Linked DNA regions of Pan troglodytes: region 2 is linked to region 1. Evidence: chromatin contacts called from public capture Hi-C data. All regions are on one chromosome and are shown on one strand. Each heading gives the region's core, a stretch centred on a gene start, on an enhancer-like site or on the middle of the called end of the contact. The rest is flanking DNA. Distances are from core to core; before and after follow the strand shown.

What was found. Capture Hi-C pulls out chosen DNA fragments and counts their contacts.
Region 2: a contact with region 1 is called in a capture Hi-C map of stem cell-derived neural stem cells, with 3 times the contacts expected there. The contact joins two enhancer-like sites. A contact is called at or near these places in 4 of 7 Hi-C or Micro-C datasets (blood, induced pluripotent stem cells and stem cell-derived neural progenitor cells) and 1 of 1 other capture datasets (stem cell-derived neural stem cells).

The regions. Positions count from the first base shown.
Region 1 is chr15:94,002,150-94,006,595 of NHGRI_mPanTro3-v2.0_pri, reverse strand. No RefSeq gene overlaps it. Among named protein-coding and RNA genes, the nearest start is that of C14H14orf132, 37 kb to the left of the region's middle. Within about 2 kb of position 2,770, at least 4 of the 24 cell types and tissues checked have an H3K27ac peak or open chromatin away from gene starts, as enhancers often do. A contact at or near this core is called in stem cell-derived neural stem cells, where this site is marked.
Region 2 is chr15:94,094,290-94,099,424 of NHGRI_mPanTro3-v2.0_pri, reverse strand. No RefSeq gene overlaps it. Among named protein-coding and RNA genes, the nearest start is that of C14H14orf132, 56 kb to the right of the region's middle. Within about 2 kb of position 2,239, at least 8 of the 24 cell types and tissues checked have an H3K27ac peak or open chromatin away from gene starts, as enhancers often do. A contact at or near this core is called in stem cell-derived neural stem cells, where this site is marked.

The DNA of each region.
Region 1 (4,446 bases), core at 1,521-4,020:
TTAACACTGGTTTAGCTGCTTCCCAGATATTCTGGTACATTTTCTCTTTGTTCTCATTGGTTTCAAAGAACTTCTTGATGTCTGCTTTAATCTCATTATTTACCCAGGAGTCATTCAGGAGCAGGTTGTTCAATTTCCATGTAGTTGTGTGGTTTTGAGAGGGTTTCATAATCTTGAGTTCTAATTTGATTGCACTGTTTTCTGTGATACTGTTTATCATGATTTTGGTTCTTTTGCATTTCCTGAGGAGTGTTTTACTTCGAATTATGTGATCGATTTTAGTGTAAGTGCCATGTAGCAGTCAGAAGAATGTATATTCTGCTGTTTTGGGGTGGAGAGTTCTGTAGATATCTAACAGGTTCACTTATCCAAAGCTGAGTTCAAGTCATGAATATCCTTAATTTTCTCTCTCAATGATCTGTCTAATATATCGACAGTGAGGTGTTAAAGTCTCCCACTATTATTGTGTGGGAGTTTAAGTCTCTTTGTAGGTCTCTAAGAACTTGTTTTATCAATCTGGATACTCCTGTATTAGGTTCATATATATTTAGGATAGTTAGTTCTTCATGTTGAATTGATCTCTTTTCCATTATGTAATGCCCTTTTTGTCTTTTTTGATCCTTGTTGGTTTAAAGTCTGTTTTGTCAGAAACTAGGATTGCAACCTCTGCTTTTTTCTGCTTTCCATTTACTTGGTAAATTTTCCTCCATCCCTTTATTTTGAGCCTGTGAGTGTCTTTGCACATGAGATGGGTCTCTTGAATACAGCACACCAATGGGTCTTGACTCTTTATCCAATTTGCCAATCTGTGTCTTTCAGTTGGGGCATTTAGCCCATTTACATTTAAGGTTAATATGGTTATGTGTGAATTTGATCCTGTCATCATGATGCTAGCTGGTTATTTTGCACACTAGTGGATGCAGTTTCTTCATAGTGTCATTGGTCTTAGTATTTCAGTGTGTTTTTGCAGTGGGTGGTACCAGTTCTTCCTTTCCATATTTATTGCTTCCTTCAGGAGCTCTTGCAAGACAGGCCTTATGGTGACAAGTTCCCTCAGCATTTGCTTGTCTGAAAAGTATTTTATTTCTCCTTTGCTTATGAAGCTTAGTTTGGCTGGATATGAAATTCTGGGTTGAAAATTCTTTTCTTTAAGAATTTTGAATATTGGCCCCACTCTTTTCTGGTTTGTAGGGTTTCTGCTGAGAGGTCCACTGCTTCCTTTTGTAGGTGACCCAGCCTTTCTCTCTGGCTGCCCTTAACATTTTTTTCCTGCATTTCAACCTTGGAGAATCTGAAAATTTTGTGTCTTGGAGTTAATCTTCTCATGGAGTATCTTACTGGGGTTCTCTATATTTCCTGAATTTGAATATTGGCCTGTCTTGCTAGGTTGGGGAAGTTCTCCTGGATGATATCCTGAAGTGTGTTTCCAACTTGTTTCCATTATCCCCATCTCTTTCAGGTACTCCAATCAGTCGTAGGTTTAGTCTTTTTACATAGTCCCATTGTTTTGGGAAGTTTTGTTCATTTCTTTTCATTCTTTTTTCTCTAATTTTGCCTGCCTCCCTTAATTCAGCAGCATAGTCTTCAAGCTCTGATATTCTTTGTTTGACTTGATTGATTCAGCTACTGACATTTATATTTGGATCATAAATTTCTTGTGCTGTGTTTTTCAACTCCATCAGGTCATTTATGTTCCTCTCTAAGCTGGTTATTCTAGTTAACAGCTCCTGTAACCTTTTGTCATGGTTCTTAGCTTCTTTGCATTGGGTTAGAATATGCTCCTTTATCTCAGTGAATTTTGTTACTACCCACCTTCTGAAGGCTACTTCTGTCAATTTGTCCATCTCATTCCCCGTCCAGTTCTGTGCCCTTGCTGGAGAGGTGTTGCAATCATTTGGAGAAGAGGCACTCTGGCCTTTTGAGTTTTCAGCATTTTATTGTTGATTCTTCCTCATCTTCATGAGATTGTCTAGTTTCAATCTTTGAGGCTGCTGACCTTTGGACGAGTTTTCTGTGGGGACTTTTTTGTTGAAGCTCTTGTTGTTGTTTTCTGTTTGTTTGTTTTTATTTCAACAGTCAGATCCCTCTTCTGTAGGGCTGCTGCAGTTTGCTGAGGCCCTATTCATCTGGGTCCTTCCCCCACCTGGAGATGTCACTGGAAGAAGCTGGAGAACAGCAAAGATGGGTGCCTGCTCCTTCTACTGGGATCTCTGACTTCAAGGGGCACTGACCTGATGGCAGTAGGAGTGCTCCTGTATAGGGTGTCTGGCGACCCCTGTTGGGAGCTCTCACCCAACTGGGGGGCATGGGAATCAGGACCCATTTAATGAAGCACTTTGGCTGTCTCTTGGTGGAGGGGGTGTGCTGCACTGAGGGGAAACCCACTAATCTGGGCTGCTCAGATTCCTCAGAGCTAGCAGGCAGAGAGACTAAGTCTGCAGGTCCACAGAGACCATGGCCACCCCTCCCCATAGGGGCTCAGGCCCAGGGAGATCAGAGCTCTGCCCCTAAGCCCCTGGCTGGAGTTACTGGAGTTCCTACAGGGAGGCCCCGCCCAGTGAGGTGGGATGAGTCAGGGTCCAGCCTAAAGAGGCAGTCTGGCCATAGTCTGCCATAGCTGGTGTGCTATGCTGTAGGGAATACCTCTTCGGACCAAGCCATGCAGTTTCCGTGGCTCTAGCAGGGGAGAAATGCAGCCTGGAGCTATAGTGATGGCTGCTGCCCTCCCCACTCCCCAGGAGTTCCGTGTCTTAGGCAGCTAGCAGCCGGAGTGATGTCTGCCGTCTCTTCCCTGGGGAGCTCAGCTTTCTTAGCCAGCTGGCAGCCACAGTGATGATGGCTGCCCCTTTCTCAGGAATCTCAGTTGTCTTAGGCAGCTGGCAGCTGGCAACCACAGTGATGGTTGCTGCCCCTCCCCTAGGGAGCTCAGATGACTTAGACAACAGGCAGGCACAGTGATGATGGCCGCCCCTCCTGCTGGGAACTCTGTAGTCTTAAGCAGATTTCAGCTGAGAGGCTGTTGAGAATCTGTGTGGCTCTGTGGTTGGGACTGAAGGCCCTGGTGGCGCAGGCTCATGAGTGGAAACTTCTGATCTGTGGGTTGCACAGATCTGTGGAAAAAGCACAATTTCTCAGGCTGGGTAGCACACTCACTCACCGCCTCCTTTGGCTGGGCATGGGGGTGCTCCCTTTGCCCCGTGTGGCTCTCAGGTAGGCTGATGCACCATCCTGCTTCTCTTTGCTCTCCGTGGGTCATGCCAACCACCTAGTTAGTCCTGATGATAGAACCTGAATATCTTGGTTGCAGGTGTAGGATTTGCATGCTGTTTTGTTTCTTCTCGGTGGGAGCCTCCGACCCTTGCTGCTTCTAGTCAGCCATCTTGACCCCACTCCCTGATTGATTTTTAAATGTTGACCTTTAATCCTATGACCTTGTGAAAATTAGTAGTTCTGGTAGCTTTTTGGGTAGATTCTTTGGGATTTTCTACATAGAAATTCACATTGTCTGCAAGCAGAGACATTTATTTACTACATTATTAAACTAGCTAGGAACTCCAGTATGATGTTAAATAAGCATGGTGAGGAGGGGCATCCCAGCCTTGTTGTTGATCTTTGGGGAAAATATTTAGCCTTCTATTTTAAGTATGATATTAACTGTGGCTTTTTTTTTTTTTTGGTACATATCTTTTCTTGAGTTAAGAAAGTTTCTTTCTATTCAATATTTTTTAAGACTTGTTGAATTGTATTAAATTATTTTTTTCTGCATCTATAGAGAGGGTCACATAGTTTTTCATTTTTAGTCTGTTGATGTGATTAATTACATTGATTGATTTTTGGATGTTGAAATGGCCTGAACTTCCTGCAAAAGATCCCACTTAGTAATAATGTATTACCATATACGTACATATATATGGCACAATTTGCTAATATTTTTGCTGAAGAATTTTTTGTATCTGTATCCATGAGTGATATTCTTCTCTAGTTGGGTGTGTGTGTGTGTGTGTGTGTGTGTGTGTTGAATTTCTTTGGATGGTTTTGGTACCTGTGTAATGCTGGCCTCAGAAAATGAGCTGGGAAGTTTTTCCTCCTCTTCTACATTCTGGAAGAGTTTGTGTGTAATTCATATTTCTTCCTTGAATGTTTGGTAGAATTCACCAATGAAGTCATATCTAGCATATGGGCTGCTTTTAAAGAGTGTTTTTTTTTTAGTCAATATCTGCTTCACCCTTGACTTTAAGTTTTCCTTTGTGCCATGCCTGGAGAGACAGAGAGAGAAAGAGAGAAAGAGTCTCTCTTCATGCTCTTGTCACTTTCCCAGCTGGAAACTGCTGTTATTTGTTACTTGACGCTGTTGTAGCCTGTTGACAGGATGTGCTACAGAGTTTGCAGGTGAAAAATAAAAATGAAGGGCTCCTTGCTCAAAAAGTATTAAAACTGTCAGGATGG
Region 2 (5,135 bases), core at 990-3,489, 93 kb before region 1:
GGCCATCAGAAACCAGCAGATAAGGCCAAAACCAAGGACAATGTGTCGAGCCAGAAAAGCCGAACCTGTGGCTGGACTCAAAGTTCAAGCTTCGAGGGACGAAGAGAACTGGGTGACAGCAGGGATAGAGTGAGGCAGCAGCCAGGCAGGAGAGCCCAGGATGGCCGAGGATGAATAGGACGGCCCCCTAGAGCTCCTCAACCTGGGGGTGGCCATCCCCATGTGGGGTGAAGGCCAGAGTGCACTGAAGGAGTATCACCAACATCCCTTCTATGACAAAGGGCAGAAACCCAACTCAAACCGGTTCAAGTAGATGGGTAATTGATCAGCTTACATAAGGAGAATCAGATGTGGCTTGATCCACAGGGGTCCAGTTAGACCCTGCAGGAGCCAGTCTCTTTCTTCCCATCTCTGGGCTCTACTTGCTGTGCCTCCACTCTCAGCAGCTTCTCTCACAGCGGTGAGATGGTGGCTGCCATGACAGGCGCACATCCTCCTGGCTTTCCTTCCAGCAGAGAGACAGAGTCCCCCGTGCAGACTGCTTCCCAGTGCTCGCTTACAAGTCAGGGCATCTGTGCTGCCTGCATCTGTCTGGTTGTGTAATCACTCCTGGCCCAGCCACTGGGATCAGGGGGTTGCAAGGTCACCACTGCCCAGGCCAGAGCCAGGCACACACCCTGCACATATCATTGTGGCCATGGGGCATTCAGGCTACCCAGCCCAGGAGGGATCGAGTACACAGACTGCGGATTGTGGCTCCCCAAGAGGAAATAGCATGCTTTACCGAAAGGAGTGACAACAGATGCTGAGAGTCCAAGACCAGCATGCACCAGCCCCAGCAGCCATGTCTGACTTCTTGAGATAGGTGCTAGGGTGCTAGGCCCCAGCAGCACCCGCGGGAGCCACACAGGGAAGTGCCTTTCCCACTCAGAAGGGTCCAACGAGGTATAAGGCACCACCTGAGCCTTCCCTGTGGGCAGCACTCTGCAGCCAGTGTCACCCTCATGCAGACTTTGGCTGGTTAACCAGGTGTCTTCTGAGACTTAATCTCAGGGGAGAACTGGGTCCTGCTGCCCCAACCGTGATCACGACACAGGGACTTCAAGCCTGGACCGTGAGTACCGTGGGGGCAGGAGCCAGGGTGTATTCTTGCCTGTCCAGCTCAGAGTAGAGACTCAGTGAAGGAATGGATGAAGGAATGGATGAATGAATGAATGAATGAATGAATGATGCTATTTCCAAGAGCACTTCTGGGACAAGACAATACTCTGTAAGAACTGAGTACAAAACTCTCTCTATCCAGAAGCTTGGGGTGGCCAGGCACGTTGTCAGGTCACCTCTCTGAACTGTCACCCTGTCCTGAGACACTGGCACCACCTCTCCCCTGGGGATAGGAGTGTCTTGATCATCCTCTCGAAAACCGCATGCCCCTCCCGCTCCAGCCCCACACTTACTTTCTGTTTCCCCCAACATTTGTCTCCATTCCATAGCGCATTCTTTCACTGTTTCTTTCTTTTGGTTTTTCAGAAAGTAAGGCTTGATCTTTATTTCTTTATTGGCTTCTTGTCTACCTTCCCTTTGCCATCAGCAGGGTGGGGGCTTTGTTTTGTTCACTATACACCCTGAGTGTCTAGAACAGTGCCTGGCTCATAGCAGGTGCTCAGTCATTGCTTATTGAATGAACAAGTCGATGAACTTCAGTTTTGTTTTCTAAAAACTGGAGGCTTGTCTCCCTGGCGTTCTGGCCTGGAGTGCTAGGCTGGTTAGGAGGCCCCACTCAGCCCCGGCCCATTTCAGCTTCTCACTATCATGCAGTTACAACCCATTGTCTTCATCTGATCCTTTGCCTCCCCCAACCCCCCACCACACAAGACAGAGAGTAGGTGCCCTGCCTGGTTGTGCTTGGGGCATGGGAGGGGCCGACACAGGTCACCTGTTCAGAGGATGGAAAGCTGGAATGGAAAGCGCTTGCAAACCCTGAGGGCAGCGCGGCTCAGATGCCGGTTGCTGTGGTAGTTAATATTATTTGTCTTGCTTGTGAAAGAGGCCTCAGCAGCTGGCTTGTATCAATATTAATCGTGGGGCCATCTCTGCTGCCTGGTAAGGCCAGCACCCTGCGGGAGCCTGAGTCACTGGAAGCCAAATGGAAAATCCCCAGCAAGGGCAGGCTTTGGAGACCATGGGTAGCAGGCAGCTAAATAAAGAGGCAGCCCCACCAGCATCACTAAGGGGCCCATCTCAGCCCTAGAAACCCGTCCCTCCCCTTCCTCTCCCCCTCCTCCAACCCTAAAGGCTCAGGCAGCTCTGGGGAGCGGATGCAGAGCCTGGCCATTCCAGCAGGCACCGAAGGGAGGCTGCGGTGTTCATCCCTGCCCCCCTCATTAGTTCATTTATGGAAAGCCTGACACTGTTATCCCTGGGCTGGGCACTGGGGAGGACAGAGGGGTGAGCCAGAGGAGGCATTAGCCCTCCAAGGGTACACAGCTAATGGGGGACCGGCTCATCCCTAGGGGAGAGGAACACCCCACTACCCACAGCATAGCCAACTCCTGGACAGAGTGAAGAGCTGTAGTTGTTTGAACCTTTATTTCTTTACAGGCCCCACATTACAGATGGACATTCTGCTCCAGGAAAGCTGCCCATACCCTTACAATACCAGGGTTGACTAGGAACAGGCACATTGCATGAGGATGAATGTGTTTACAATTCTGATTGGTAAAACCAAAAATTCAATTAAATCAATTAAATGTTAGCAAGGAGGGTGGGGCAGGAAGTGAGGGACACGTTGTGGCCTGGGCTGGACTGGCTGTAGCTTCTTGAGACATAAATTCAGCAGCATTGGACCAGGGATGCCTCCTTTTCTTGAGAAACCTTGCTGCTAGCCATTTTTGCTATTTCAGAATGATGCTTATCAGTCTTGAGAACGCAGTCCTTTGGGCCATGTGAAAGCCTCTGCCATCTTTGCAAGGCACACGATTGGGAGGGAGACCCCACCTTATCAGCCACGCTGGTGCAGGGCGGAGGTGCCATCCAGCGAGCTAGGGAAGACGCCAGAGGGGCAGGTTCTAGGGGCAAAATCAAGAGCCCCTTCCCAGTTCTCTTGCTGCCTCCCTGCTCCAGAAACTGCAGGCCTCTCTACTTGAGAACCAGCCCTGCTTCCCTATGGCCAACAGTGGCCCATGGCCCACTATGGTGCCCACCTTGACATTCAAGGCCCCTTCCAGCTGGCTGTATCCCTTCATCCTCAGCAGCCTCAGATCCACTGCTGCCTTGACCTTTATCCAGCCTGGTCTTCTAGCCCGAACCCCATGCAACCTCTGCTGTGCACCTGTTTCTGCAGATTCCATACCAAATTAAGTATTGCCTCCTCCAGGCAGTCCTCAGTGATCTCTTTAGTTGCTGCCTACAAAGTCCATGCAGCTCTTGACATTATGGAACACCTTCTTGTTCTAACCCCTCCCTTGGCTCTCTTATCTGTTGGACTGTTGGCAGCCTAGGAATGGCCAGGCTCTGGTCTCTCCTCATCCAGCAGGCTAGCCTTGCTTGCATCCTCAGGGTTCCAAAGACAGAACAAAAAAAGGCTTCTTGAGGCCTAAGCCCAGGACTGACCCAGAATCAGGTTTTCAGTCCTGGTTCACCAGTTACATGGCCTTGGGCAAGAAACCTCTGCATGCCTCAGACTCCTCATTTGTAAAACGAAGATTAAGTGAGTTAACATGTGTGGAAAGAGCTCAGAACTGCGCCAAACACCTCATAAGTGCTATACGAATGTTTGTTACTATCAGTGAACTAATAAGGAAAATGATATGGTCCATGTTCCTCGTAGTGTTGAAATGTACTGGGCCGGTCATTCAGGTATCATTCACTCATTCACAGAATATCGGACGTTTGCTAGGAGCCAGGCACTGTGCTGGGTGGTGGGGATAACACATTGAATAAGTTTGCTCTTAGATGGCTCAAATAGTTGGGAAAACTGACTGTAGCTTCCGTGATTTGATTTGCTACAGGTGTGATGATGGAGTGGGATCAGGAGGGGATAGGGAGGAGGGGACCTGTCCTGCCTCGGTGGGGCAGGAAAAGCATCAGAATGGAGGTGACGCTGGGGCTGAGCCTTTTAAAGCTGAGTAGATCGTCTCCTTTGCATAAAGCACAGATGAGAACCAGACACAGAGGAGTTCATGTTTTCTTCTTTTCTCTTTTCAATTATCATAATAGAAAATGACAAACAGCAACAACGCTAATAAAGTGAGATTTCACAGATACATTTTTACATCTTTTAAGGTTAGATATTTTTAATCAAAAGAGCACAGCGAAATCCTATATTAAGAAAGAGTCTTCACTGTAGAAAAGTCAGTGATCGCATGGTGAAACCAGGTGCTTGGGTAGCAAAGGACTCCAAGAATAGTTAAAATACCTTTTATGAAGTCAACTGCTTACATTTACAAGTTGATCATGAAAACATCAGTAAGACACAAAAACATTTCCGATGCTCTCGGCATGAAGAATTGGTATCTGGAGAGTAGCAAGTTATAATAGTAAGGTTTCTGCAAAAGATTAAATAGTATAAAGAATATTAGTATGCCTTCAACTGGCGGAAATAGGACTGGGCACGTGGAAAAAGGTCAGAAATAAGAGAAGATGCAGATTTGCTCAAAGGCTGCTACCCAGCACTCCCATGCCCACCCCATTCCTAAGCTCTTCCCCAAGCATACTCTTCATATGCATTGGTGAGGGGCCAGGTCCCTGGAGGGCCCAGAGACACAAAGTTAAGGGTAGGGAAAAGTTCAGCCCCACACTCCCATCCACTTTGTAGGGCTTTCTCCCTCCAGTCTGGGGGTCCCCACAAATGCCCAAGATGGTGGAAACAGTCACATGGATTTCTAAGAGACCACATGACATGCTGGGAGTTCCAGATCACTGTCCTCAGCTGGCATTATTTGAACTCAGGGCAGTGACCATGATCACTGCTGCTGCTCAGAAGAGCTTTAATTTATTCAATGACTCACAAATGGGGAAAAGTGGAAAGCATGCATAGTTTCAGAATCAGAGATAGGATGGCCAGCACAGGGTCCCCTGACCTCGGCACTATTGGCATTTTGGGGCTGGATAATTCTTATTTGTGGGGGGCTGCCCTG